Linked DNA regions of Mus musculus: regions 1, 3, 4, 5, 6 and 7 are each linked to region 2. Evidence: chromatin contacts called from public Hi-C, HiChIP or PLAC-seq, Micro-C and promoter capture Hi-C data. All regions are on one chromosome and are shown on one strand. The core of a region is the stretch at or near the end of the contact, and the rest is flanking DNA. Distances in the headings are between cores, read along the strand shown. Region 1 holds the start of Dnajb12 (DnaJ heat shock protein family (Hsp40) member B12). Region 2 holds the start of Slc29a3 (solute carrier family 29 (nucleoside transporters), member 3). Region 3 holds the start of Ppa1 (pyrophosphatase (inorganic) 1). Region 4 holds the start of Tysnd1 (trypsin domain containing 1). Region 5 holds the start of Eif4ebp2 (eukaryotic translation initiation factor 4E binding protein 2). Region 6 holds the start of Ascc1 (activating signal cointegrator 1 complex subunit 1). Region 7 holds the start of Ddit4 (DNA-damage-inducible transcript 4).

Region 1 (4,081 bases), core at 326-2,825, 870 kb before region 2:
TCCGTTGATAATTTTCAAAATTAGGATTCTGCTCAAGCTTCTTGTTCTGTTATTTTTGTCTTGGTGGAAAGGGGCATTGCTGGGGAATTAAAGCCAGGGTTTTACACCTTCTAAGCATGGTCTCCACCGTCAGCCCTCCCTCCGTCTTCCCTACACCGTATGGTTGCACAATCCCGATTGCCATTCCCATCGCCAATACATCCTCCCTATATCAAACATCTAATATTCAAACTTCTCAGAGGGAGTTCCGACCCAGCTAAGTCTCCATGGCAGTTCTCCCAACACTCACCCCTCCTCTTCCCCTGCCCACCTCCTTTCCAACCCTGCTCCATCCCTCCCTCTACCCCTGTGACTATTTCATTTCCTCTTCTCAGTGAGATTCAAACATCCTTTCCTGGGCTCTTTTTGTTACTTAGCTTCTTTGGGTCTGTGGATTGTAGAATGGTTATCCTGTACTCTATCTATGGCTATAATCTACTTATAAGTGAGATACCATGTTTGTTTTTCTGAGTGTGGATTATCTCACTCGGATGATCTTTTCTAGTTGTGTGTGTGTGTGTGTGTGTGTTTATATGTTTTATATGTTTATGTTATATATTTATGCTTTATATATATGTATATGTGTGTGTATCTGCAACTCGATGAATATATATTCACCGAGTCTCACTTGATTATAACAGCTGCTCTTTAACTTTTGTTTGTGTCTGTTTCTCGAGACAGAGTTTCTCTTTGTACCTTTGGCTGTCCTGGAACTCACTTTGTAGACCAGGTTGGCCTTGAACTCAGAGTCCTTCTGCTTCCCAAGGGCTGGGATTGAAGGCTTACACCACCATCGCATTGCACCCTTTAACATTCATTTGGTTTATTGTAGTTTCTTGTGAAAGACCATAGTGCAAGGGCTAAGAAATAGCCAGGAGATTTAGCCTAGTGGAAGTCATTGGCAACCTTCACTAAGTTGCTGTCACTTAAGTGGGAGGTAGGCTGAGCTGCATCCTGACTGGTGTGACTCTGTAGTGACTCCTGTAAACTCCTCCTTAATCCCCGCAATAACTCACAACGAAAATCCTTATGCGGAGCCTTTCCATCTGTTATTTCCTCCAGTCGAACCACCCTTCCTCCAATCACATGTTCCTGTTTCTTTAGAGTTCAGAGCCTGTAAAATGAGTTTCTGATATATTAAGCTATCTTAAATGGTAGCCCTCCCTTCCATCCCTCTACTTTTCGATATTTGCCTTGACTGTGTCACTATCTGAATGTTTCCGTTTACTTGACTTCTCCCCACCCACGAAAGCTCTGTGAGGACACGGTTTTGTTTTGATACCACTGCCACATCAGACAGCAGCGTCTGACAATCGGTAAACATCTGTACGATTCACAGATAGTCGGACTGGAACGCAGAGGCTACCACCCGAACGTGCGCGCACACTCAACTTCAGCATTTGCGCTCTAGAGCGCCCGCGCGTTCTAGCGCCTCCGAACCGAACGCCCCTTTCTTAGGAGACATACGGTAGGGCTTCCGCCCGGGTTCAACCCTCACTCAAATCCCGGGAAGGAGGGGCGGAGGGTTATGTCATCCTTCCGCGCCGGCCTGCCCCGCGACGCGCCGGCGGCTGGCGCAGCCCTTCGCTCGCCCGGCCTCCCCCTCCCTGGTTCCGTGCTCGGGTTCCGCCATGGAATCCAACAAGGATGAAGCCGAGCGCTGTATCAGCATCGCCCTCAAGGCCATCCAAAGCAACCAGCCCGAGCGGGCGCTGCGCTTCCTGGAGAAGGCGCAGCGGCTCTACCCGACGCCACGAGTCAGCGGTGAGTGGGAGGCGCCGCAGGGACCGAAGGGGGCATTAGCACGGATCGGGGGACCACGGGAACGGACCGACGGGAGCAGTTGGCGGAGGGGGGAGGGGTGGCGAGGCGCGGCTACGCCTGCGCACTGGCGCGCGCGGGTGCTGCTGGGATTCGTAGTCCAGCGGTGCCGCGGTCTCTAGGATGCTGGCCCCCTGGAGACCCCCGAGGGCCCGGCTCCCAACCCCTTCCCAGTGCTTGTGGAGGCCTCTGGAATGTGAGGTTTCTGGGAAGGAGACGCGCTGGGAGACCCGGTGAAGAGGACTCTTGTGGACGCGAAAGCGAACTACTTCTCCCAGAGGGCTGTTCGGTGGCTCAGGGCCACTGGCCGGCCTGGGAAATATTATAGTTCAGGAAAATAAACATAACTATTCTAAGGGAGAATGGGTTCTAGAGAGGGAAGGAATTCATTCGCTCCAATCAGAGAACCCTTAGCGAAATAAGACATTCCAACTCGCAGTCCTTCCTGCAGTCTCTTGAAAGCGGTGTTTCGGAGTGGATGGATTGTTGAAGATCCCAGTGTCAGCCACCCTATCCCACCTTCTTCCTCAGCAAGCCCGGGTGGCGGGTCTTATGGACTGCTACGGCTGCTGAGCTCCAGGTAGCTAATAGCCTAGGTCTGAGACCTCCCAACCCAGGGAGGGAATAGTGATCTTGTCTTCGCTACCCAATCGTCTCACTTTACCTGGTAACCTCCCCCTCATTTTTGCGTTTGTAACCGAAGTGACCAAAGAAAATTTTAATACCAGCTGGGAAGGAGAAAGACACAGGATTTGTTTCTGTGGAGTTAGTAAACTCTCTGACATGTAGCAGACTTTCAGAATTAAGAGACCCACATCTCATCGTGAGCTTGGGTTTCCCCATCTGGAAGTTCAGGAAGTTGGAACAGATAATGTATATAAACAAGAATACCCATAGTGCTTTTCTGTGTAGAAAGTTCTTTCTCGTGTGTTTTGCCACCTGATCCTGTAAAGTCAGGAAGACAGAACACCACCCTTCTATCTTCTCAAGATGAGGAACTAACTCATCGATAAGCGTCTTAGGATGTGACACAGCTAGAAAGTGGAAAACCCTGAGATTCCATACGTGTTTATTAAAATGAAATGAAGACGCAGCAGCCAGCCTCTCACCTTCCCTGCCCAGGTTTGGAGTGCTGACCTTAGAGGCAGCTGCGTTCCTGAACTTTCCTCCCTCCTGACTCTGCAGGTTGATCTTTGGTCTCTTTGCCTCTGCTAGGAGAGAGTTTCGATCTGCTCTGGTAACTGCTTCCCTATGGGATAATTCCCTTTTTATAAGTGGATAGCACCAGGCGGGGTGCAGACTGTCAGAATTCTGATTACTGCTGGTAGCCCAGGAGCAGTTAAGAAAGCTGATGAAATAGAGCTTTAGGGCATGGCAGAGGCCACCTGTGCTAGTTCAGGAATCTAGATAGGATGTCATTGCAGGGCTTGCTCTGTGTGTGTGTGTGTGTGTATTCATGTGTTCATGCTCATGAGCGGATAACTTGGTGGAGTCGGCTGTGTCTATCAAACTCAGGTAGTCAGTCTTGGCAGTAAGTACCTTCGCTGTCTGAGTCATCTCAGAGGCCCACGATTTGGATATTTGTTATATCTCTGATGGATAAAACAAATACCGGGCTGGTGAGATGGCTCAGCGGGTAAGAGCACACTGACTGCTCTTCCAGAGGTCCTGAGTTCAAACCCCAGCAACCACATGGTAGCTCACAACCATCCGTAGTGAGATATGACACCCTCTTCTGGTGTCTAAAGACAGCTGCAATATACTTACACATAATAAATAAAAATCTTTTTAAAAAAAATAAAAAAAACAAATGCCTCATGCACTTAAACTTAACAGCAACCTCGCCTAAACGGACAAGGATGTAAGGCTAGTTTAGGCCCAGGAAATCTTAGACGGCTGTCTACACTGAATGTTTAGCTAGGAGTTAGATGGTTGCAGGTAGGGTGATCCATGCCTGTGACTCCTGAGGCAAGAGGATTGCCTCAAGTCTGAGGTCACCTGGGCTACCTAGCAAGACCTTATCTTTATCTAGAGAAAAGTAAACTGATGTTGAATCTCTTTGTTCACTGCTTGATGCCGAGTGGCACAGCAGGATTGGCAAGATCTGCAAGGATGCAGACTTCCAGGGAAGAAGGTTGCAGGGCAGGCGATAGCAGGAATCGAACAGAAAGAAAGACAGAGAGGAAGGAAGGAAGCAAGCGAGCGAGCACAGTTTAGGTGC
Region 2 (4,077 bases), core at 427-2,926:
GGGAGCATCCTTGTTAAGTCTTTTTTTTTTTATGCCTTTTGAATTTGAACAATGTGTGCTTGCTGTTCAATCAAGTTAGGCCAGGCTGTGCACATACATCTACAACCCAGTAACACTCTGGAGGTGAAGGCAGGAAGATCAGGATTCAAGGTCAGCCCTGCTACATATCGAGTTTAAGGGCTAACCTGGACTAAGTGAGACCCTATTTCACAAAGAAACCACTCCAGGACTTCAGAGTGCCAGCGACACCCAGTGAGTGAGCCATGACAGCCGGGTATTAGGTCCGGAGGAATATGAGGCTCAGAAAGTTCAAGCCACTTGCCTAGGTCACAGGGGCATGGATGATACAGTCACGCTGTCTGGATGCCCTGGGGGGGGGGGGGGGTTTCCCTAACCTCATCTCCCTCCCCCAACCCCCAGGGATAATCTGGGAATGTGACTCCATCTGCTGGTTCCAAGTCCCCATAGCCCTCCCTCTTGAAGGCTTCCTGCAGCAAGAAGCTATGAGCAGAGACAAACAAGGGGAATGCCCCTCATCAGCACTGCTGGATAAACAGATCCCTGACTATTGCAGCGGAGCCCTGGCTCAGGCAGGCCAGAGGTTCTACAGTGTCCTAGCAAGCTGAGCAGACCCCTCTACAGCCTTAATTCACACAAAGACCAAAGAGGACCATGCAAGGACCTAGACAGGGCCATCCATGCAAACGTGCTTTAAATTATTGTTTGTTTTTTAAATATAAACAGAATCTAGAGAAATGTTTCAGCAGTGAAGAGCGCTTGCTGTTCTTTCAAATGACCCGTGTTCAGTTCCCAGCACCCTAGTCAAGTAGCTCAGCTACTTTTAACTCCTGTTCCAGGGAATTCTATGCCCTCCTGTAGCTTTTGTGGGCACCTGAAAGAACTGCACATACCCACACAAAGGCACACATATGTACACGTATTTTCTTTTTTAGTGTGAAAGATAATCATGAAGCATCAGAGAACTGGCAAGGACCTGTTCCATTTCCAGAAGTTCAGGCTAGGAGGGTGGGCGCACGGCTCAGCGGCTCAGTGTGGGTCACCCAGACCCACACAGGTCTGAAGTCCCTTCTCAGCTACTGTGTCTATTCATCAAGGACTACTCAGCCTTGACCAAGCATCTGAAGTTGCCAGGGATCTTCTCTAACCAGGTCACGGGCGGTGCAGTGGACTGAGCAACGCCTTATTACTCTTTATAAAAGGTAGCTGTGGCTTTGGATGAATAGAGAAAGACAAAGAAAGGAGAGGAGGCGGAGAACCTCCCGGGGCCAAGCTGTCCCTGCCTCTGACTGGGGTCCTGGGGTAAGGACCAGTCAGAGCTGGAAAGGGTAGGAGTCTGGGGACTGAGAACATGTCTGGCCAGCCCGTGTGCCACGATGGCTCCTGTGGACACAGGCTGGGGTCCAAGAGCGAGCCTGGCAGTAGGCTAAGACAAGTCCTCGCTGCAGAGGCAGCTGTGGCATCCGATCCGGACCCGCAAAGCCTTCTGGATCTTTCGGGCCGACCTGTCCCCACACGCGGGACCAGAGAAGAGTGTGGAGGAGAGGCCAGGCTCAGCCTCGGGAAGGGAAGACCCAGCCAAGCATGGGGGCCGCTGCACCCGCACTTACTGTCGCTGCCGCTGCTACCTCCACCAGGTCCAAGGCGCTGGGCCACTGTGACCAGAGCTCAGCCAGGCCGGGCTCCGCCCTTGTCCTCCCAGCCCCGCCCTCCTTTTCTCAGCTCACCACGCCCCGTTCAGCGCTTCCGGGTTTGCCGACTCCTCCCTCTGGCCCCGCCCCCACGCGCGCCTCTTCCTGGCCTACGGCAGTAACTGCAGGCGTCCAATTGCAAAGTGAAAAAAGTGTGGCTTTGGAACAGGTCCTGCCTGACTCCCTATTGGTATCCACCGCCTCATTCCCTAGGGTGCCCCACAGCCCCCTGCTCCCCCTCAATACTTCCAGAGCAGGATGTACCAGCAAGATGAACTTGGCCTCCCAGCCTAGGTGGAGAGCCGCAGAGAGAGCTTGAAGCTATTTGGTGGCAGTGAGCGAGGCCAGAGTGAGCAGATTTGTGTTGGAGGGGCAATCCAGATGCCACATCTGCAGAAGAGAAACTTTTGGGAGACTCTGAGATCAAAGTTCAGGAGAGAGCTGAAGATGGCTCCTGTACAGCTCCGAGTGCAGAGTGGGGGTTACGGAACCGATGTGCTTTGTTTTTGTTTTCTTTTTGAGAGAGAGAGAGAAAAGTGGGGAACCTAAGGAAACACCCAAGAGTGGCAGAAGTTTGGGCTTCCTTTCTACCCAATCCCTTACCACTGGGGGGTGACTTCCTCCGCTGCCCTGCAGGGGACGTGTAGGTGTCACCTACCACCCGCACTTGGGAGGCTCTGGGGTTTAGGCTCACCTTAGCTACATAGTGGTCAGCCCAGGTTACTTGAGACCCTGGCGGCGTTAGGGTTGGAGTATACATGCCTGCGCTGTCCTTACAGATCACCTGAGGAGAGGAGGTAAGGACAGGAGGGGAAAAGAAAGAGGCAGAGTAGGAGTTGGCTGATGTCCTGCGCTAGACCAGAGAAAACGTGGGCACAAGCAAGGCTGGTGTGGGCCAGTCCCAGAGACCAGCTGGGGACTTACTGATGCCAAAGCTTAGTAGGCTTCTTTTCATAAGTGTGAAGGGGGAAAAAATAGAATTTTCTCTACCCATCATGGTTCCTAGTTGGCAAAGGATCCCTAATATCAAACACAGAAGAAAAACAACAGGCTTTTAATAATGTGTAACACAGACACACACACACTTGCCCACTCACACACATACACATGCACACTTTTAGACACACTCACATATATGTATACATGCACCCATGCACACATGTACATATGCACACACATCAGACATGCATACCCACATACACACGTGGGTGAGGCTCAGAGAAATGAGTAAATCTCAAAACATGGCCTAAATACCAGCCTCAACTGCAAGGGGAACACGTGAGGTCTGGAATTCGGCTCTGTGGGAGAGCAGAAGCTAGCATGCTCCAAGCCGTGGGCACACTCCCTACAGGGCACAGAGGAGGCAAAGGTTACCTCAGGATCAGAAAAAGCACAGCAAACAAGAAGGTAGCCTGGGCGGTTCTCCTTGTCTCCCTGTGTCCTTTGCTGTGATAAAACCCCGGAGTAAAACTGACTTGGGACGGAAAGGGTTAATTTCATCTTAGAACTCCACTGAGGGGAATCGGAGCCAAAACTGAAGATAGGAAGCTGGAAGCAAGAATTAAAGCAGACACCAGGAAGAAACTGAGGCTTACAGGACTTGATCTCTCGGTGGTAGAAACTCAGGAGTTAGGGAACTCCTGGAGGCAGGAACTGAGACAGAAGCCGTGGAGTAAAGTTGCCCTCTGGTTTGCTTTAATACAAGCCAGGGCCACCTACAAGGCATAGCTATAAAAGTACCTTTCATTGGCCTAATGTAATTGTTGTCTCAGAGGTTTACTGCCTCTGTCTGCTAACCTAGGCCTAGTCTTGGAAGCTTCTAGCCTCTGTACAATCTTACCTAGGCCTAGAATGTTTACAGCCTCTGAGACTGCTGAATTTCAAGCTCACCCTTTCCTAGTTTTTTTTTCTGAGTTCTGGCTGTCTGGTTCAACTCAGCTATTCTGGCTCAAAGTCCTCTCTACACTGACTGACTCAATCTGGCTTTTCTAGGCTTCTCCTGAATTGCTCTGCTCAGGCTCATACTAACTTCAGCAATCTGTTCTGGTCCTTGGGCTCCCTCTCATTCTCTGGTTCCTTCTGTCTTCACCTGTGTCTGGCTTGTTTTCCCTCTGCAACCTGTCTCTGGACAACTGTCCCAGTAAGGACTGTCTTCCTCCCCTCTTCCTCTCTGCATTGCTCTCTCTTAAGTAGCCTCTCTTTTCTCTCTGTTCTTGTGAGAGTTGGGCAGATCCTATTCTGTCAAATCTTTCTCTGATTCATCACTTTGTCTGCCACTCAATAAGATATCACTTTCAAACATGGGTGCTACCTTCTCCAAACTAACTTTACCTTCATTGTTTTGGATTAAAGGTGTGTACTAAGGGCA
Region 3 (3,917 bases), core at 1,253-3,752, 900 kb after region 2:
TGTTGGAGAATAAGGTTTATTGTAGACAAAGGGAGTGTTTAGCCAGAGGCAGGGACATCTGAGAGAGTCCAGAGTGGTCATAACCCCGAGCCAAGTGTGAGAGGTGCGGGGGAAGGAGAGGGGGACAGAGGGAAACCAGACATAGCAGCCTGGAGGCCCAAAGAAGAAGGGTAACAAAATGTTATTATAGAAGGAGGGGCAGCTGGGGAAAGTCTGGGTTGGAGAAGTTTTGGGTAGGAAGCCAGATCGGGGGTGGAGTGTATACCAGCCAGGAGGACTTTGTTAAAGGTAGGGCCTAAGGGATACAGGGAGAACCTGGCCATTGTCAGCTTTGATATGTTAAATAGGCACCTCAGCCTATTTGTTTGAGACTTAACACTGGTGACCCCAGAAACCATAACCAAGCACTAGATTGATTCCCCGGAAGGGTTGTAAGCTGCCTTGTGACATGTCTCAGGCCCCTCCAGCACAGGGTCTTACTAGAGAGCCAAGGCTGGCCTGGAACTTGTCATCCTCCTGTTTCAGTTTCCCAAGTGCTGGAAGTGTCTGAGCAGAGCAAAGCCTGTGGGGCTCACTACCCTTGCCAGCCAGGGAAAAATCTGAACCGCACGGGGCTGGGCTGGGCGTTTTATTATAGAGGGGACTGATTGGCTCTCTGAATATGTTCAATGGATCAGAGATAGAGTGTGAGTCCAGAGGTCAGAGAGACGTTATCACCTCTCCCGGCTCTGAGGGAAAGTGCGTGTGGCTACTTTTTATTACCAGTGTGGCGCTTCTGTCCACTCAGTCAAAGATGAGAATCAGGGTTTTCCCAAGAAAACTGTTTCTGTCTATTCAAAGACCAAAAAGATGACAAAGGGACTCAGTCAGAGCTGCAACCTCTCACATATTCCCAGATCTACTTATTATTATTCACTGTACAGAGATTCCTGCTGCTTTCATGTCTACACTGTACTGCCAACCAGGCTATTACTCTATCTTTCTTTCTGTCTTTTTTTTTTTTTATTGCCTTCATGTTCTGAAACACTGTGGTGTTGTGTTCAAAAGTTAGTGAGTTGCCTTCTGAAAAATTAATGGGTGTCAGCAGAGTGAGCAGCTGGAAGGAGGGACAAGGAGGAACACGGACTAATGTTAGATTTATCGTTACCATTTATTTATTTATTTATTTATTTATTTATTTATTTATTTATTTATTTATTTTTGAGGCGGGAGTCTCATGTAGTCCAGACTGGCCAAGGATGACCTTGAATTCATGATCTTCCTACTTTTGCTTCTCAAGTGCTGCAGCTACAGGTATACACCACCGTGCCAATTTAGAAATTAACTTTCTTAGGCTTCCACTTAATACGTGGTTTATGCATTCCATTTATATATTAGAGATTGTTTTGAAAATAGTTGAAAGGAAACTGTCTTTGAGATAAATAGTTAAGAAATATTTTAGAAAGATATTCTGTCTATCATAATTTAAAATTTGCTTTTTAAAAAAATGTGGATAATTTCCTGGGTTAGATTTGTCTTATTTTTAAGATAGTCTCATACTGTAGCATGGGGTGGCTCAGAACTCACTACGTAGCTCAGGTTGGTCTCAGAAAGTCAGCGTCCTGAGGTCTGGGGCTACAGGTGTGAGACGCTATATGTGGCTTATAATTAGAGTTGTGATACACAAAGACAGACAGACACACACACACAACCTTATAGGACTGTGAAAGTTCCCAACGTCCACAGCACACTCTGAGGGATACAGCCTGGACTTCAATGGGTGGTGCAATAGAACTAGGAAAACAAGCTCCGAGAAGCTACTCCTGAGAAACGTCCTCAAGGGGTTCTGTGCACACTCCTGGGTCTTCCCAGAGCTTCAATTTCAAGTCCCAGTGGATCTGGAGTGGGGAGAGAAATCTGCGGTATCTGGGGAGTTCAGGAGTAATCAGCTTGAGTCTGGTCCAAGCAGAACCCACCCAACAATTCAGATGAGAAACTGAATCAGGGAGATTAGTAAAAGCAAATTTGTCCATTGCCTACCACTTGGGAAAACATTAGTCACAGCCTATAGTTTTCAGAGCCCAGTCAGCCAAACTCTCAACTTTAATGAAGATGGCCCTGGGCCGGGGGTGGGGGGCTGGTAGCACACTCCCAGCTTCTGGGAGGCAGATGAAGATCTATGAGAAACCCAAACAAGAAAAGACAAGACTGCCTGGGGAACAGGTGGCTTATCAAGGCCTTCCGAGATAAGGAACTGCTCTGCAGGACCTGAGAGAGAGAAATCAAAGGTGAGCGACCCGCAAGCCTCAGGAGAGTAACCAGCGTTCTGTCCCAGCGGAGCCGCCAACCCGCAGTCCGCTTCCAGAGGGCAGCCGGCGCCTGCCACGTGGCCCAGGTTGCGAACCGGGGGCGGGGCGTGAGGAGGCGCGTCGCGCAGAGTGCGCCTGCGCGGGTGGGCGGGGCGGGGCAGGGTACAAGGCGAGCCCCACGCATTAAAGGCACGGCGCCGGCGACCGGCGGGCCAGCTCGTGGTACGCAGGCGCGGGCTTTCTCCTCCGTACAGCGGCTCCGGGTCTGGGCTGTGTGGTTGTGTGGCTGTGCAGCGGCGGCGGCGGTGCATCTCCGACACCATGAGCGGCTTCAGCAGCGAGGAGCGCGCCGCGCCCTTCACCCTCGAGTACCGCGTCTTCCTCAGTGAGTGGCGTGAGGCCGAGGGCCGGGTCGCCCATTCATTCCAGAACGAGCGGGCGGGCGGGCGGACGCGTCCCCTTCCCTCTGGCGGGCGGCGGGACCAGCGAGGGCCGCCATCCCAGTGCCCACCGCGAGCGCTCCCTCCACACATTCGAACTTGGGCCACATGGGGAAAGGAAACCACTGAGTCACCCTTAGAAGGTGCCCGGAGGTGATACCGACCGCCTAAGAGGATTGTCCTCAGGATCGCCGGCTGGAGGACAGAGATTTCCTCAAGACCTTAATTCGGTGCCGAACAGGATCGAGTCCTCCCCGGTGTTGTAAGAGATGGGAAACTGAGGCCCAGGTCTTCCCGGCACTAGCCTTATTGTGGTGAGGCTTCTCTGAAGCCCTGATGGCCGGGAGTGCTTCTAGGAAACCGAAAGCTTTGCCTCCCTAGACAGACAGGTGACGTCTAGCTAAGGACCTGGTGGGAGAACAGCCAGGTTCTTAACCCTGGTGCCGGAACCCACTAGTTACCCCCGCATCCAACCCCTGCCCTGCACTCAGAAAGGCGGAGTCGATCGGCCTTCCACGTGTGTCACCTTTTCCTGATAGGTGCTTGCAAGCTACCTGGGTTTCTCCTGGAAGCCCTTAGCTTGTAGGTATATACATACATTCATGGTGCTAACAGAGGTTTGCGATGCTGTTAGCAAAGGCCCTTCCAGTTTGTAACCTCTTTGTGTTTATTTAGAAGGGATGGGCAGCAATCTCAGGACAGGGCAAACAGACATTCCTGAAAGAATGAACAGAGAGTGCCTAGCAGAAACTTCGCCATGGAAATAGTGTTGGCTTCAGGTTTTTCAGTGTCCTTTAAAGTGACCCTTTGGGTCACTGGGAATTGTCTTCAAGCTATATGTGCAGAATAAACACACTGCTTTTAATGTATTTAATGTATTGGTGGTAAGTATTTGATGGTTGTGGGTAGAGAGCAAAGCCACTCCTTGACTTTGGATTAGGCTGAAGTCTATCAAATGGGCTCTCTGGAACTTAAGAAACACTAAATTTAGTACCACTATGTAATTTAACTAGTTCTCGCTCTTTGCACTTTTTAAAAAGGATAAATTTCTGAGTATTTTTTCCACTTTTTTTTTTTTTTTTTTTTTTTGAGGGTGGTGGTGGGTGAGGCCATAGTGTTTTCCCGTTTAGCTCAGCTTGGTTTTAAACTTGAGATCTCCTGCTTCAACCTCCCAAGTACTAGGATATAG
Region 4 (3,975 bases), core at 190-2,689, 940 kb after region 2:
CAGCAGTGTTAACTCCATTCCCAGAAGTCTCACTGAACATTAATACATCCTCTAATCCCAGCACTCTAGAGGCAGAGGCAGGCCGATTTCTGAGCCAGCCTGGTCTAGAGTGATTTCCAGGACTGCCAGGGCTACACAGAGAAACCCTGTCTCGAAAAACCAAGCCAAACCAAACCAAAAACCATTAATATACTTTAGAGAGATTCATGAAGTCTCTCCAAACATACCTGTTCATGCCCACCTGTCCTTGGAAAGTGAGGAACTTTTTAATACTATATTTTATGTGTACGTGTTTGCCTGCCTGAGTCATGAGTTCAGGGGACAGCAGATGCCAGACGAGAGTATTGAATATCCTGGAATTATAATTACAAGCAACTGTAAGGTACCATGTGGGTGCTGGGAACCAAACTAAGGTCCATGCTTAGAGCTGTAAGTGCTTAGAGCTCTTAAGTGCTGAGCCCTCCTCTCCAGTCTTGATTTTTACACTTGTAAATGGTGGAGGAGATGAGCTGTTATGAAATTCGAATTACGAGACTGGGTTATATGCTGAATATTTGGAAGTGATGATTTTATAGCCCACAAAACCTGAACTAGTTCAGTCTGTACTTTCAAAGTATTTGCCCTGACCTAACATAAATCCGGAGTGGTGGTTAGACATGTCGTGTGAAAGGTTGTATAATACATGGTTAAATAACCCATGGGTAAAGTAAAACTGTAATCCCTGGACTCTAGGGAGGATGTAGGCAGAAGAACTGCCGAAGTTCGATGCCAGTGTGGGCCAAAAAGTGGCACCCTGTGCCACTTTCAAAACAATTTATGTATTTAGGAATTTTAGTAACTGTCCTAGGAGCAATTTTGTGAGTCGCATGCCCCCTAGTGGATTGTTGTAGGATTTACAAAATTTTTTAAGTAGATCGGGGTTTGGTGGCTTGGGAGGTAGAAACTGGTAGATCCCGAGTTCGAGGCCATCCTAGTCTGCAGCTCGAGTTCCTGCACCAAGCAGAGAAACCCTATCTCGAAAATCCAGAATAAACACATGTATGTATGAATGTACGTACTGAATCAACCAAGGGTTCCCTTGGCCCATATTGTTCCACTGTCAAGAGACGGAGGTTGCTTACATCCGTGCAGTGGCTGTAGGGTACAGTTAGATGCCGGTCAAGTACGAGATTCGACTGGGGAGTGTCGCCCTTGTCGGTTTCCCTGTGACGCTTCACGTCTGTGTCTCAGGAGGTTTCTTTTCACCTCTTCCCCCGCCCCTCCACCCCGCCACCCCAAACCCAAGGATTCCTAGGCTGGCTAAATTAAGAGGGCGGGGAAAGGAGGATTAGCAAACGAGGAGTAGCATCAATAGCCAATCAGGACTCGGCGCTGTGCCCAACCAATAAGAGCGGTCGCTTGAGGTTTAGCCAATCGGGCTCGGCAAGGAGGCCTGAGTCAGAGTTTGCGCCAGTCGCCCTGTGGTGACAGCCGTTGTGCGACGTCTTGGGGAAGCCATGGGGCGGCAATGGGGACCCTCTATGAGAGTGGCGGAGCAGGCGGGCTGCGTGGTGAGCGCCTCGCGGGCCGGACAGCCTGACGCGGGCTCGTGGAGCTGCAGCGGGGTGATTCTGAGCCGTAACCCAGGCCTAGTGCTGTGCCACGGAGGCATCTTTACCCCCTTCCTGCGGACGGGCAGCGCGGCGCTGACCCAGACGGGCACCGCCTTCCTGCCGGGCGACAGTTGCAGCGATGACCTACGTCTCCACGTGCAGTGGGGACCCACGGCTGCCAGCCCTGCCGGTCGCGCGGATCAGGAACTCCCGGGGCTGTGCACGCCTCAGTGCGCAAGCCTGGGCCTCGAACCCGGCGCCCCGAGCCGGGCCCGCGCGCGGCCTCTGCAGCCCCCGCGACCAGCGCAGCTGCTGTTGCTGCTCAGCTGCCCGGCCTTCCGCTCGCATTTCGCTCGGCTCTTCGGGGCCGATGCGGTCGATCAATGGCACTTCGTAAGCTCGGCGCCCGACGATGCGGTTTCGGAGGAGGAAGAGGAGGACCAGCTGCGCGCGCTCGGCTGGTTCGCCCTGCTGCGGGTGCAGCGGGGCGCGGCGGCGGAGGAGAGGCGCGGACCGGTGGTGACCGTGGCACCGCTCGGGGCCGTGGTCAAGGGCGCACCGCTGTTGGCTTGTGGCTCTCCGTTCGGTGCCTTCTGCCCGGACATCTTCCTCAACACGCTGAGCCGCGGCGTGCTCAGCAACGCGGCCGGGCCGCTGCTGCTCACCGACGCGCGCTGCCTGCCGGGCACGGAAGGCGGCGGAGTGTTCGCCGCTCGACCTGCGGGTGCGCTGGTGGCTCTGGTGGCCGCGCCGCTCTGCTGGAAGGCCCGCGAGTGGGTGGGCCTCACGCTGCTGTGCGCCGCCGCCCCGCTGCTTCAGGTTGCCCGCTGGGCGCTCGCCCGTCTGCACCCCGGCTCCGCTTCCCTGTCTGTGCTGCTGCCGCCACCCGATGTGAGCACGCCACGGGGCCTGCCTCTGCGCGATCTCGGACCCCCGTGGGCGGCCGCGGCGGTGCTGGTGGAGTGTGGTACCGTGTGGGGCTCCGGAGTGGTCGTGGCGCCTCGCCTGGTGGTCACCTGTCGCCATGTGGCACCCCGGGAAGCAGCCAGGGTGTTGGTACACTCCGCTACACCCAAGTAAGACTCAGGACTGCCCGCCCTCACCAGGCCCCCAGTGTTAGAGACCTCAGTTCATATTTGACAACCAGGACTCCAGTGAGGGGATCTGGGCCTCTTGATAGGGCCCAGCGAAGCTTGAGCAAACTGCCAGGCACAAGCGACTCTTAGCGCGGGGACCCGTGGGACTATGGGCAGCAGCAGGTAGGACTGGGTGACTTTGAGCCCTTTAGCTAGCATGAAACTCTTTGGGCAGCTTTTCTGTCTCTTGGCTTTGCAGTTTAGGCCCTGTGAAAGCCCTTTGACCATAGAAGGCTGACCCTAAGAACTTCAACCCTGTAAGTGATAAACGAAAGCCCTGAGGTAATGATTGATGTGGCATACCTAGTGAGGGCTCCCTTAGAGCCTCACCAGGACTGCCTTGCCACCTGAAGATGAAGCAAGGTTGTCCTAATGAGAGCATAGGGCTTGGACCCATGCGGATGGATGTGAGTGACCCCAGAGTGTAGGTAGGAAAGGAACTTTAGACAGTCAACTTACTTCCTCTGTGGAGAGACACCTTTGCTCTCCTTTTTTTGCCCTGGCAGTAGGCCAGTGGCCCTGGCTTTCTGGCATGGTTGTCTATGGTTCTGTGTCCTCTGTAGCCCCAGATACTTAACTTAGGACCTTGGCTTTATTTAAGCTTGTCCCTTGCCTGTCAGCCCAGGCCTTTCTGAACTTCTGAGGTTAGCCCTGTATGCCAGTGAAGCTCAGCTCTGCCAGGGCCCCCATGGGCAGGCAACTGAACATCTATAGTTTCCTAGAGACAAGGAGGATTGCCTATGGTGTGCCCCCAACTTCTCCCTCTCCCTTCGATGGCTGATCTTAAGGACATCACTAGGTTTTTCTGGAGGCAGCTCCCCTGCAGAGTAGGTAGTCGGGTGCCCCCGTGTCTGGTCCACATAGTGAGTTCCTGGACAGCTAGGGCTATGGAGAGGGACCCTGTCTCCAAAAAGAAGCCTCTTCCCCTCGTGCCTGCCCAGGAGTCCAGAGTTGTGTTAGGCTTGGCCTGGCTCCTCACTGTTTGCTCTGTGACCTTTAGGAAGGTTGCTTGGCCTCTCTGAGCCTCAGCTGCACCATCTAAAGGGGATACTCCCAGGGCCTTGGTTGTAGTTTAAGGGGAAGAATTGAGACTGTCCAAGCATCAGCAAGGCCTGGTCACAGCACTCACCTGGTTATGGTCAGGCATACACAGCTTTGTATAGATGTGTGATGTGTTGGGAAAGCACATCTGGTTAAGTGTAGATTTCAAGGTTGATACCTGTACCTGTATTCTGACTTCAGTCCAT
Region 5 (4,184 bases), core at 1,396-3,895, 700 kb after region 2:
AAAGGTCCGAAGTTCAAATCCCAGCAACCACATGGTGGTCCACAACCATCCATAATGAGATATGACTCCCTCTTCTGGAGTGTCTGAAAACAGCTACAGTGTACTTACATATAATAAAAATAAAATAAATCTTAAAAAAAAAAATTGCTTCTTCCCCAAGTAGGGCAGGGCTAAATGCACCTGTTACTGTCATGTGTGCTCTGAGCTGCTAGAAGCATGGGCATTTTACTCATCAATATCACAAAGACCTCTGGAGTTAATTACAGATCACCTTAGAAATGTGTGTGTGTGTGTGTGTGTGTGTGTGTATGTATGTATATATATAGAGAGAGAGACAGACAGATGGACAGACATGCTCTTACTATGTCGCCTTGGCTGTCCTGGGCCCCTGGAGCTCACTTTGTACAATGGGCCAGCCTTCAACTCCCAGAGATCATCCTGCCTCTGCCTGACCAGTGCTGGCCACTAATCTGTTTCCTAAAAGTTATCTGTTCAAGTGGAGACAATTCCATCCAGGGCTGACTAAGAGCTTTCCCGACTTTTGTTACACCAGATAACACACACCAATAAATCCCAGCACTGGCAAGGCTAATAGTCCAAGATCATGGGTTTGGGTCCAAGGTAGTGTGGACCATATGGAGAAAAAAAAACTGTTTCAAGAAAAGCAAGAGGAAAGGAAGAGAGAAGGAAAAGACCATATAAGGAAGCTGTCTTCAGCCAGGCAGTGGTGGCTCACGCCTTTAATCCCAGCACTCGGGAGGCAGAGGCAGGCAGATTTCTGAGTTCAAGGCCAGCCTGGTCTAGAGAGTGAGTTTCAGGACAGCCAGGGATACACAGAGAAACCATCTTGAAAAACAAAAATAAACAAAGCTGTCTTCAGCAACTTAAACCACTACCCTCTCACCAGATCTCCACTGTCTTTCCTTAAACCTGGCTCTCTCTAAGGAGTGCAGCTTCCCTCCTGCCTGGGTCATTTGGAAGGTCTTTCCGGACATTTATGCCTTTCTGCCATCCCTTTTCTGGACCGGCCTGGCTGGATCCTCTGCCAACTTTTCTCCTAGATGTTTGCTTTGATTTTTTTTTTTTTTTTTTTTTTTTGCCCCCTTCCTTGTTTGGTTGGTTTTTTTGTTTGTTTTTTTGAGACAGGGTGTGACACTGTAGCACAGGCTGTCTTGGAACTCTTTTTTTTTTTTTTTTTTTTTTTTTGAGACAGGGTTTCTCAGTATAGCCCTGGCTGTCCTGAAACTCCTCTGTAGACCAGGCTGAACTCCAAATCCGCCTGCCTCTGCCTCCCAAGTGCTGGGATTAAAGGTGTGTGCCACCACTGCCTGGCCTTGGAACTCATTATATTGCCAGGGCTAGCCTTAAACTGCCATTCTCCTACCCCGTCTTTCTGGAGTAGTAGGGTCACAGCCCTAACTACCACACACAGCCTTCTGGACTGCTGTCTCTTGGTGTTGGCAAGGTCCCCTTACTCTGTGCCTTCCAATTGCACAAGATTCCAGGATGGCCAGGCCCACTTTTAAGTGATTGGTTAGGAGTCCTGTCTCATGATCAGCGATCTATAGACTGTAAGGGCTGCTAACCAAATCTTCACCCTCTAGCTGAAGCCCAGCCCCCGGGGTCACCAAAAGAAGGCAAAGTTCTGAGATTAGGGACAGAAAGCCAGTTCCCTTCATGAAGGCACCGGAAGAACCCCTTCCAGGCTCCTCCCTCTTAGAGAACAGCCCAGAAAAGAGACAAACAACCTTTGCGCTTCCTCCTCTCGTGACCAATTCAACATACTTTATTTACCTCTTCTCCAGTGATAGTAAACGGATCCCGGCCATCTTTTGAAAAGCAACTTCAGGAACCTCCCTTTGCATCGCTTTTTTCTACAAGCCCTTTCCCTAGGATCAAGCAACCTAACCCGACTAGTGTGTGCTGTTTGACAAAGCACCTTTAAAACCGCTCTTCGAAAGCCCTGATCTGAAACCTGACAGCGCCTCTACCAAAGCCAACAACTTCTTGGATACCAAAGGAGCTATTTTACACGTCCCACTTGTGGGAGCTGGGGCTCCCCCAACCTTTGATGACTCCTCTAACAAAGTAAACAATGCTGTCAAAGGAGGCTAACACTGGGCGAGGCATGCAGAGTGCATGCCAGCCTCGTCTCGGAACTCTCGGCGCAGCCAGACCAGTCATCTTAGGCTTCCGCGCCAGGTCCGTCTCCCCGACTTCCCTCTCCCCAAAGCCCGTAGGACAGCTCCAGAGGCAAGCCCCGCTGCGCAGAATGCACGGTCTGCAGCACACCGTACGGGCAGCGGGGAGGAAGCTGTTGGTCGAGCATGCAGTGCCACGCGCCAGCCGTGATGGCGGGCAGGCCGGGCGCGGCTCACCTCCCGGCGTTGTGGAGAACAGCGTCCCCCCGGGCGTGGTGCAGTAGTCCTGAGGTAGCTGCGCGGCGTCGCTGATAGCCACGGTGCGCGTGGGGATGGCGCGGCTCTGGCTGGGCTGGTGGCTACCACCGGCCGACGCGGACATGGCTCCGACGCGGGCTCGAGGCTTTGTGCAGCAGCGGCGGCGGCGGCGGCGGCGGCGGCGGCGGGGCCGGGCGGCTCTGGCTCCTCACGCTCGGCTCTCAACTCGCCTGCTCTCGCCCGGTCGTCCCGCTGCGATACCGCTCCCGCTGCCGCCGCCGCCGCCGCCGCCCGGTCCTCCGGCCTCCGCCTGCAGCCTCAGCAGCAGCAGGAGCAGCAGCGGCAGCAGCGGCAACGATGACTACCGGAAGCGGTCGAAGGCGGGAGCAAGGGGTAGTAGAGGGAGGGACAATATGGAAGCCGGACGTGACGTTGGAGGGCGTGTCTGAGGCGAGTGGGCGGGTAGCTGGGGGCGTGACTGAGGCAGCCGAAGGCTAGAGGCAGAGGGTGAACCCGGAAATCCGGGAAAAAGGAAGTGTTGAAGGGTGGAGCCTTAGGGTGGGCGGGACTTTGAGGGGCGGGGCTGAGTTCAGAGGAACATAATAGACTCCCAGTGAAGCTGAGTGTAGGTGATTAAGGCACGCGGGAGGGGGGGGAAGCGGGGTGTGTGTGTGTGTGTGTGTGTGTGTGTGTGTGTGTGTGTGTGTGTGTGTGTGTGTGTGTGTGTGTGTGTGTGTGTGTGTGTGTGTGTGTGTGTGTGTGTGTGTGTGTGTGTGTGTGTGTGTGTGTGTGTGTGTGTGTGTGTGTAATTGTTTGTGGTGTGTAAGTGTGGACTAACAGTACTTTCTTAGGGCTTACTTCATATTCCCATCTATATCTAACCATTAAAAGTATAACTCGGGCTGGAGGGATGGCTCAGTGGTTAAGAGCACTGTCTTCTAGAGATCCTGAGTTCAAATCAGCAACCACATGGTGGCTCACAACTATCTGTAATGGGATCCGATGCCCTCTTCTGATGTGTCTGAAGACAGCTACAGCGTACTCATATACATAAAATAAATAAATAAATCTTTTTAAAAAATTATAACTCTGGGAGCCCACAAGATGGCTCAGCAGGTAAAGAAAGGCATTTGTCACCAAGCCTGCAGACCTGAGTTCCACCACCCAGAAGCCACAAGGTGAAAGGGGAGACCGACTCTCCCAAGTTATCCTCTGACTTCTCCACTAGTCCATGAGCACCCATCTGCCTGCCCATAAATAAATAAATGTAATCAAAGTTTTTGTTTGTTTGTTTGTTTGTTTGTTTCGTTGGTTGGTTTTTCGAGACAGGGTTTCTCTGTATATCCTGGCTGTCCTGGAGCTCACTTTGTAGACCAGGCTAGCCTCGAACTCAGAAATCCACCTGCTTCTGCCTCCTGAGTGCTGGGATTAAAGTCGTGCACCACCACACCCAGCTAATCAAAGTTATTTTAAGAAGTATAATTTTAATTGCTCATTATTAAAGGAAAGCAATGCGTACACGATGAACTAAGGGTTTAACCATCAATGACTCTGAGGAAGGGCTCAGTAGTTAAGAGCGCTTGTTGCTGTTGCAGAGCACCGAGAGGACCAGAGTTTAGTACCTAGCACACTTGTAGTGGCTCAGAAGCACCCATAACTCCAGTTCAGGGAATCTGACCTACCTTATCTTCTGATCTCTGCAACACCAGGCAGAGATGTAACATGATGTAACATGATGCATTTACATATATGTAGACAAAGCACTACAAGAAATAGCAGGATAAG
Region 6 (4,093 bases), core at 1,347-3,846, 750 kb before region 2:
TGCAGGAAACAGTTGGAGTGGAAAAACAGTGCCGAATCAGAATCAGCGCAAGGTTAACTTTCAATAAGCCGTTTTCTGCTGAGATGGAGAGACACCTGTAGGATGTCTGGCTCTAATGCTTTGCTTAAGGTTTATTTGGGTTTCTTTTCTTTCAGGTGCTGGAGATGAAAGCCAGGGCCCTGTTAAGAGCATGTTCCACTCTGAGCTACACCTCAGTTTCTAGTTTTGGATGCCACCATTAAAGGGTAAAGAGAACAACAAACCCTAGCCTGTAGCTGCTGAGCTTGGGGACTGACTGATCCCTGTAACTCTAAGTAGCCTCTCACTTAGGTATGTTCATAGAATGCTTACACAGTCCATGGGAACCCCTGACTTCCTAAAGGTCACCTAAGTTTTGAAGCAATGGCTTGTTGAGGTGCTGCTGTGCCTGAGGGCAAGGTAGCCCAGTGGTTAGGGACTGACTGTGGGGGGCTGACGAGCTGGCTCAGAGGTGAAGGGTGCTTGTGGCTCTTGAAGAAGACTGGAGGTAGGGTCCCAGCACTCAGTGTTTGGTGGCTCACATCCACCTACAACTCTAGCTCTGAGGGGTATGCTGCCCATTTCTGACCTCCTTGGTCAACCCCTCCCCCCCCCCCCCAACACACACACGTAAAAATAAGTAAATCTTTTTTTGTTTGTTTTCGAGACAGGGTTTCTCTGTATATCCCTGGCTGTCCTGGAACTCACTCTGTAGACCAAGCTGGCCTCGACTCAAGAAATCCGCCTGCCTCTGCCTCCCAAGTGCTGGGATTAAAGGCTAAAGGCGTGCACCACCACTGCCCGCCTACATTAAGTAAATCTTCAAACAAGCACTGATGGTAAAGAAGTGCCTGCCTAGGTGTGTACCCTGGCTTTGCTGCCTGCTGCGAGACTGGACAAATCAGTTGCCTTTTCTGTCCCTTAGATGCCTCACCTGTAAGCTGGAGTCAGTAACAGTGGAGCCTACCCCGAGGAAGAGTTATGAGGGTTAAATAAGTACAGCCGAGACAAGCAAATCAGCCCGGCCTGGCCCGCAATCCCAGATCCCGCTGGCTTGGCTTACCGAGTGTTGGAATTACAGGTGTGCACTGGCACATACACTTTTCCCTATGCACAATCCAGCTTTTCACTTACGTGTAAAGCTCCCGGGAGGGAAGGGTCTGCTCGGGAGGCAGGCAGTGTGATGTTACGCACTTCACACATCCTAGCGCTGGGCTACACTCTCAGTCAGCACATTCACCTCATGATCTTATAAAGAATCTTGCAGTGGGGCTGGGGAGAGCTACATGGAGTAAGTGTTTTCACTGGAGGGGTTGGGGAGCCCTTCAAGTCACTTACAAGCCTCACAGGTGTGGTAGCTGCCTGTAAACCCAGCCCTTGGGAGGCAGAAGATAAGCGATTCCCCATAGCAATGTTGTTAGCTAGGTTATGGGGAATGGGAATGTTCTGGGTTCAGGGAAGCTATGAAAGGCTAAGGAGGAAGACAGCAGACACCAGCTTCAAGCCTGGGCCTGGGGATGTATTGTGAGGTGGCTAGAGTGTTTGCTTACCCAAGTGTGAGGCACTGAAAAGGATCCCATGTCGTTGGAAGGAGAAAACAAACTACCTTTGTACCCTGGAGGCATCTTATAAAAACCCTTGTCACAGTGGCTCCTGGATGAATGATTTATAAATACGAGGTCAGCCGGGCGGAGGTGGCCCACGCCTTTAATCCCAGCACTTGGGAGGCAGAGACAGGCAGATTTCTGAGTTCGAGGCCAGCCTGGTCTACAGCGTGAGTTCCAGTACAGCCAGGGCTGTACAGAGAAACCCTGTCTCGAAAAACCAAAAAAAACCAAACCAAACCAAAAAAACCAAAAAAAAAAAAAAAAAAAAAAACCCCACAAAACCAACCAACCAACCAAAACAAACAAACAAACAAACCGAGGACAAAAGCAATCAGCTCAGTAGAGGCTGCAGGGGACCGAGACAGTTCCAGTCATGACTCTTTCTGCATGGAGTATTCAACCCTGTCGCTCAGGAGACTACCATCCTCATAACGAGGCACTCAGTGAACTTTTGTTGAATGATGATTATCTGGAACTTGGCCCTATCAGGGAAGCTGTGGCTGCTGCCAAGCAGAGGAAACGCTCCTAAGAAGCGGAATGATAGTTTGTGGGGCACAATATGGCTGGCGTGGTTAAATACTTACTTTGTGTACGACAGGGACGACCTCGCACTCATAAACTTTCCGCTTATAGTCTTAAAACAAAACAAAACAAAAAAAGAGATCCTCCTTTAAAATAAAGCCCAGAACAAACCAGATGCTTATGTCGATCGGGATCCAAGTGAGGTGGCTAATTATGACACCCGTTGGGTTCTACTAACAAAAATCACTAGGTGTCCCACCTAGACAGACGGATCACCACCCGCAGCACCTAGCTGCGGTAGCTCTTTCTAGGTGGGATGAAGAAGCTCGCGGGAGAGGGGAGGAGCCAGCACCCTAATCCTGGCTACTCCAACTCCACCCAGGTACGCTTCCTACCCAACAACTCGGGGAGGAAGGGAAGGCTTGCGGCCGGCCCACGGCGCAGGCGCCAACCCGCCCCACGCATGCTCAGTCGGATGACGCTGCCTTTGCATACGGCCGGCGCGGGCGAGCCTCCAGGGTCTCTTCCTACGCTCCCAGTTAGTCCTGGCAGGTAGGAGCGTAGGGGGGAATCAGGTCTGGAAGGTTCTCGGCCACTTACCTCAGCAGCTTGTGCACTTTGACTGACAGCCCCGCCCCTTGGACGAAGCCGTGCGGCCTCGCTCGCCACGACGTAGACGGCGGCGTGCGCGCGCCCGCCTGAGCTGTGGGAGTTTGATGGCGGTGCTGCGCCTGTCCCTGCGGCGGTGAGGGCTAGAGGGCGGTGCTAGCGCGCATGCGTGGAGGGGGCGGAGCCCGGCTGGGCCAGACCGAGCTTTCCGAGAACACTTCCGGGTCGCTGTGGCTGCCCCGCCCCCTTCCCCGCCCCAGTCCCCCGCAGTTTTGGTTTTCTTGCGTTGGTGCTGTCTGCTCCGCCTCTCTAGCGTAGGATGTTCAGCGTTTGCTTTTTATGTGAGAATTGCACGAAAGCATATCCACTTTTCCCTCTTCAAACACCCATGACCCAGGGCTAGTCCGCTCTCCTCCTTCTGCGCAGTCTCTGCCTGGAGCTGCTCAGGAAAGGTACCACTGTGGCTTCGTGCTCAGTGCTCACACTTTGTAAAGGCTCCTTTTCGACAGAACGTGGTTTTTGAAGTGGGAAGGGATGCTAAAGGAGTAGCACACCAGGGTGGCGCGGCACAAGACTGTTAATAATTGCATCCCCCTGCCAACGTTGATTTTCTGTTTTCTCAAAGCACGAACCCTCTTCTTGCGTCCTGCAGGTGGCTGCGGATTAGCGACTTGACTGAGGGTTGGGTCAAGCATTCATTTGGAAGGGATTGTTAGGCCTTCTTTGGTGGAACTTGTTAAGTACGTGAACTTGTAGCCGCAGCCATCTGGGATGGGAACATGGGGTAGTTTATCAGGAGCCTTTAATTCCGAATTATTGATTCAAGCGTGAAGCCGTTTGTTGTGTTCTGGAGGCAGTGGCCTCGGGAAACTGTTCCTTCTCAGTACTGTGTTGGTCCGAGAACTGTGTTAGTAAGTCATATTTTAATTGTACTGTGATAGGGAAATAAATCTGATTGGAAGGTATTTATTTCTAGCATCTTTAAAACGGCTTACCTCTCTTCCGCGGGTATTGTACCGATGGTTCCTCAATGCGTTATCAAACTGGATACGATAAAATATCATACTGGATAGGGTGAATGAAGCACTCTGCTCATACTTAGGTGGCTAGCAAGACCTCACCCCCTATAGGTTAATCAGACACCTATACAAGAACTTACACTGGTGAGCTCATGGAAAGCGACACTATTTTTGCTTAGGATGTGCTGTGAACTGCCCAGTTGAGGCCTACATAATGGAGTTTTTAATTTAAATTTCTTATTACATTTATTTATTTACGAATGTAGTCTGTGCATATGTTACCTGCCTACACAGCAGAATTTTTTTTTGTTTTTTTGT
Region 7 (4,040 bases), core at 1,079-3,578, 800 kb before region 2:
TTTCACCTTCGGGTGCTTTCCAGCACATTCTCCTGGTAGCTCCACTCAGCAGAACTGAGGGACCTTGGCTCTGATGGCACAGTTCCCAGGTTGCCAGGCAGTCCAGGAGCTCTGATGGCAGTTACCAGGCAGTCAGGGGACACACAAGTGGCCCCTGAAATCTGATGAAACTTGTGACCAGCACCCACCACTCTCCCTTTTCATTTATGGCGCCGATGAGACTCAAGTGTTTTAACAAACATGTTTATTAGAAAAGTAAAAATATTGCATAGGTCTTAATACTTGAACATCAAGTGTATTCATGAACCGCGAGTAACTTCATGTAAACAGGTTCTAGATGGAAGACCCAGGTGGCACTCCTCTGGGAAAAGAGGGTTCCAGCCCCCCACCCCCACCCCAGCCCCTCTCCTCACAGTTGAATCCTCCAGTACATGGGCACCGGGATGGGCTGGCTGCAGCTCCCAGGTGTAATTTTGTTTCAAGTGTCGAAGATCCCGAATGATCCTAACACCCACCCCATTCCTACTCTTACATTCATGCAGTCTGTAAGATAGCTGCCTCGAACAGGTCAGTAGTGAAGCGCCGATCCCCACCCCCCAAAACCAAGATACAAAACAAATGACAAAACACACTAGGTCCTTTCAGACCAGAAGATACACAAACTGTCGGCCACCTCCCCCTGCCTCCCCCCCAGCCCCCAACCCCCAGCCGGGGCAGAGGCCAGTGCAGACCAGCTGCCCTTCTGGCTCTGGCCCACAACTGCTGTTGTAACTTGTCAGTAATAAAAAAAAATAAGGTACATGCTACATACACATCCAGCCAGAAGCCTGTGTGACTCCTAAGCCTTTGTTTCATGCTACAGTACTGAGGGGCGTGTGCCCCAACAGGGAGCCACCTGCATACAACCTAGAGACTTCCTGGAGAACACTTCCTTCCCCCACCTGGCCCTGCGCCCCTCAGGTGGCTATCGTCAGTTTTCTAACACAGGGGACAGTCCTTCAGTCCTTGCCTGCGGGTCTCCACCACAGAAATTCCTTGTCTTCACTTTGGGGGGCAGTGAGAAACCCTCCCCGCACCCCACCCCAGGATGTAGTTCAACACTCTTCAATGAGCAGCTGCTCGGAGCTGTAGAGTTTCTTCTTGATGACTCTGAAGCCGGTACTTAGCGTCAGGGACTGGCTGTAACCAGGGACCAAGGAAGAGTTGGCAGAACTTAACAGCCCCTGGATCTTGGGCCAGAGGCGAGAGTCCAGACGCAGCACCAGGGTCAACTGAAAGGTGGGCACCAGGCTGGGGTCGAGGGCCAGCTGAGCCACGCTATGGCAGCTCTTGCCTTGCTCCACACACACGTCCAGCAGTGCCCCCCGCAGGCCGCACGGCTCACTGTATGCCAGGCGCAGGAGTTCCTTGCCCACCTGGCTCACCAGCTGGCTCGGCATGAGCAAACGCGCAGGGCGCCGCGAGCCCAATCGCGCCTGGGACAGGCTCTCCTGCAGCAGCTGCATCAGGTTGGCACACAGGTGCTCATCCTCGGGGTCACTGAGCAGCTCAAAGTCGGGCAGGGACACCCCATCCAGGTATGAGGAGTCTGGATAGAGAGAACACAGGGAAAGGGTATTGTATTAGAGCGCCTTCCACAGGAGCTGTACGGGCGGGGGAGGTGCAGTTTGCCTAAGCAAACAGTGTCCCTTTCCACTCCGTGCCTCAGTTTCCGCCCCGCAGTCTTGTCTTCTAACCCTAGAGTAATCTGTTTTTTCGTGCTGGGGTGGGAAGCCAAGGTGGCTTTGAGCCGATTCAGCTCGCTTCGTACCCACCTCCCGGGACCCCTCCCACCCCCCATCCCCGAACCCAATTCGGCCCCGGCTGAGTGCTCACCTTCCTCCGGCCCGAAGCCACTGTTGCTGCTGTCCAGGGACTCGCAGTCCGAGCTCTCCAGGCTCGCGCAGCGGTCAAGGCCCTCTTCTCTGGCTGCAGACCCCCAGGCGGAGCGCGGCGGCCGATCAGCGGCCGGAGTTCGAGACGAGGACGAAGAGGAAGAGGAGGACGAGAAACGATCCCAGAGGCTAGGCATGGCGGGGTCAGACGCCAGGACGCTGGCTGCTAAGGTCCGAATGAAGGCGCACAGAAGCCGCTGAAAGACAAGAGGGACAAGGATTTGGCGTCAGTGTCGGCGTTGCACAGGATTGAGGGCTCTGAGGCCCCAAGAGCCGAGGTCACTCCCCGACAAGATGTGCACACCCGGGAGGGACACTCACCAGCTAGCGCGGTCAGCGAAGATTGCGGACAAGAGCGCTCTGCCTCTCGAAGGGTGAGCGAACTGGTGCCAACCCCCGATCGCTGCCCGGACCTGTCCCTTCGAACCCTCTCGCACCTCCCCCCTGCCTGCTGCGATCCCTAGCACCAGCGAGCAGCAGCCTATAAGGGCTCTCCCGGCGAGGCCACGCCCCCTCCAGGTCGCAGCCCAATCGAGACCCGGGAGTGTGGCCCACCTCAGCCAATAGGCACCGGGCGCACGTTCGCAACGTTCTCTCCTGCCTGGTGACAGCGGCCTGGCCCCGCCCCCACGGAGCCCCAGAACGCTCCCGGCCGAACCCCTCTCCCCTCGCCTTAGCTTCGGCCACACCCCCTTTCTGGAAGGGATCCGAGGCGGCTTTCAGCAGCTGCCAAGGTCCCTGAGGGCGCTCGCGGTAGGGGAGGATCAAGGAAAGACTTGTTTATTATAGGGGCGCGTTGCTGGGGGAGGGGACGGCCCGTGACTGCACTGAAAAGAAGAGTTGGGGGACCTGGTGCGGCTTGAGCAGGGGAGAAAGGTACCCCTAGCTTCTGGGAGCCCAAGGGCCAAGGACACTACCGGGCGCACAACTGGATGCCCCATGGGACCGTGGCGCGGCGGCAGACGTTACTCCGTTGTCCCATGAGCATCAGTCCCACGCTGTCTTTGCTTCTGACACGCGATGCACTTTTGGTAATAGGTCCAAAGACAAGGCATCTCAGGGCCATCGGCTCCCACGTCCCCTCATCAGTGTTCCTGTTACTCTGCAGCCCCGGGGGAGCAGGGTGTAGGTTCAGGAGGACATCAAGTGCTTGCCAATTCGAGATTGTCCTCTAGCAGAGGGTTTGGGTAGGAGTTAGAGTTCACGGACTCCGATTCTTAGCGCCTGGTCCACGGCCAGGGAACAAGGGCTCACATCAAACCGACACAGTGACCCACCCGCAGGCCTTAGGGGGACAGAACACTGCAGGGCCAAGTGCCTCCCAAACCCACTGCGGCAGAGCCCCTGGCGTCCGCCGGGTCCTAGAACCCCTCCCATGCTTTGTGTTAAGGGGGGGAAAAGCGGCGGATCGGGGGTGGGGGGTGGGGTGGCAGGAGAATTCAATTCAATGGAACCCAGGACCGAGGTCTTTGGAAAAGTCCAAATGCAAGAGCCATATGGGGTTTCATCATTCAGGCGAGGCAACAGGAAATATAGCCTGGCAGCGATGCTCTAGGGCTGATAGCGATTTGTTTAGGGTAGGAGGAGATTCAGTCGGACTAGACCTGTTTTTTTGTTTTTTTTTTTGTTTTTTTTTTTTATAAAAAGGTTTGTTAATGTAGGACACTGGGACCCTGATGGAAGAAAAGACCAAACTTACATCAGACACTCTGGCCCGGCGGGCAGGAACCAAACCAGATCAGACAGGCAAGCATCACATCGCTACAGGGCAGGTTTGCTTTGACACATGACACTTGCCAGGGAAGTCAGGCCACTGTCCTTTCCAGCCCCACCCCCACTGCCCAATTTCATCTTTTGGACGGAGTTTCACGGCTGGCTGGCCTGGAACTCCCAGAGATTCTCCTGCCTTTGCCTTCCTAGTTCCAGGATGACAGTGAGTCACGAAGCATAGCTCCTACCACCGATATTTTTAAAATTAAAATTAAAAGCCTGACTTTTAGAACAGCCAGGTCTTAGAACTGCAAAAGGATGGGAATCCAAGCTCTCCCACACGTACTCTCATTTTACAGGTGGGAGACACATGGTCAGGGCAGTGGTGGCACACGC

What was found. Promoter capture Hi-C pulls out the DNA fragments that hold promoters and counts their contacts. Hi-C and Micro-C count contacts between places; a contact is called where the count stands out from the background. HiChIP or PLAC-seq counts read pairs in DNA pulled down with a chosen protein or histone mark.
Region 1: a promoter capture Hi-C map of pre-B cells shows a contact between it and region 2, with 5 times the contacts expected there. The contact joins the promoter of Dnajb12 here to the promoter of Slc29a3 in region 2. A contact is called at or near these places in 2 of 39 promoter capture datasets (the C10 cell line and pre-B cells), 9 of 484 Hi-C or Micro-C datasets (B cells, CD4 T cells, CD8 T cells and 3 more), 3 of 115 datasets of contacts at active chromatin or transcription factors (bone marrow-derived macrophages, large pre-B cells and memory CD8 T cells) and 2 of 9 other capture datasets (embryonic stem cells and liver).
Region 3: an H3K4me3 HiChIP or PLAC-seq map of bone marrow-derived macrophages shows a contact between it and region 2, with 6 times the contacts expected there. The contact joins the promoter of Ppa1 here to the promoter of Slc29a3 in region 2. A contact is called at or near these places in 1 of 39 promoter capture datasets (pre-B cells) and 2 of 115 datasets of contacts at active chromatin or transcription factors (bone marrow-derived macrophages and thymic regulatory T cells).
Region 4: a Hi-C map of CD8 T cells shows a contact between it and region 2, with 4 times the contacts expected there. The contact joins the promoter of Tysnd1 here to the promoter of Slc29a3 in region 2. A contact is called at or near these places in 2 of 39 promoter capture datasets (liver and pre-B cells), 2 of 484 Hi-C or Micro-C datasets (CD4 T cells and CD8 T cells), 2 of 115 datasets of contacts at active chromatin or transcription factors (memory CD8 T cells and pancreatic cancer cells) and 2 of 9 other capture datasets (adipose tissue and liver).
Region 5: a contact with region 2 is called in a Hi-C map of CD4 T cells, with 7 times the contacts expected there. The contact joins the promoter of Eif4ebp2 here to the promoter of Slc29a3 in region 2. A contact is called at or near these places in 2 of 39 promoter capture datasets (hippocampal neurons and liver) and 1 of 484 Hi-C or Micro-C datasets (CD4 T cells).
Region 6: a contact with region 2 is called in a Hi-C map of B cells, with 10 read pairs. The contact joins the promoter of Ascc1 here to the promoter of Slc29a3 in region 2. A contact is called at or near these places in 2 of 39 promoter capture datasets (the C10 cell line and pre-B cells), 2 of 484 Hi-C or Micro-C datasets (B cells and pre-B cells) and 2 of 115 datasets of contacts at active chromatin or transcription factors (memory CD8 T cells and microglia).
Region 7: a Micro-C map of embryonic stem cells shows a contact between it and region 2, with 2.7 times the contacts expected there. The contact joins the promoter of Ddit4 here to the promoter of Slc29a3 in region 2. A contact is called at or near these places in 1 of 39 promoter capture datasets (pre-B cells), 1 of 484 Hi-C or Micro-C datasets (embryonic stem cells) and 1 of 115 datasets of contacts at active chromatin or transcription factors (large pre-B cells).

The regions. Positions count from the first base shown.
Region 1 is chr10:59,878,008-59,882,088 of GRCm38.p6, forward strand. It overlaps Dnajb12 (DnaJ heat shock protein family (Hsp40) member B12), which reads left to right and starts at 1,576. Exons shown (of 9, transcript NM_019965.3): 1 at 1,576-1,803. The coding sequence starts at 1,671.
Region 2 is chr10:60,751,106-60,755,182 of GRCm38.p6, forward strand. It overlaps Slc29a3 (solute carrier family 29 (nucleoside transporters), member 3), which reads right to left and starts at 1,677. Exons shown (of 6, transcript NM_023596.3): 1 at 1,629-1,677. The coding sequence starts at 1,629.
Region 3 is chr10:61,646,119-61,650,035 of GRCm38.p6, forward strand. Ppa1 (pyrophosphatase (inorganic) 1) reads left to right here and starts at 2,503. Exons shown (of 11, transcript NM_026438.4): 1 at 2,503-2,673. The coding sequence starts at 2,610.
Region 4 is chr10:61,694,075-61,698,049 of GRCm38.p6, forward strand. Tysnd1 (trypsin domain containing 1) reads left to right here and starts at 1,440. Exons shown (of 4, transcript NM_027912.1): 1 at 1,440-2,668. The coding sequence starts at 1,497.
Region 5 is chr10:61,450,024-61,454,207 of GRCm38.p6, forward strand. Eif4ebp2 (eukaryotic translation initiation factor 4E binding protein 2) reads right to left here and starts at 2,646. Exons shown (of 3, transcript NM_010124.2): 1 at 2,379-2,646. The coding sequence starts at 2,523.
Region 6 is chr10:60,000,209-60,004,301 of GRCm38.p6, forward strand. Ascc1 (activating signal cointegrator 1 complex subunit 1) reads left to right here and starts at 2,597. Exons shown (of 11, transcript NM_026937.3): 1 at 2,597-2,699. Anapc16 (anaphase promoting complex subunit 16) reads right to left here and starts at 2,927. Exons shown (of 4, transcript NM_025514.3): 1 at 2,748-2,927.
Region 7 is chr10:59,949,442-59,953,481 of GRCm38.p6, forward strand. Ddit4 (DNA-damage-inducible transcript 4) reads right to left here and starts at 2,329. Exons shown (of 3, transcript NM_029083.2): 1 at 2,256-2,329; 2 at 1,876-2,131; 3 at 234-1,588. The coding sequence starts at 2,071. The coding sequence ends at 1,095.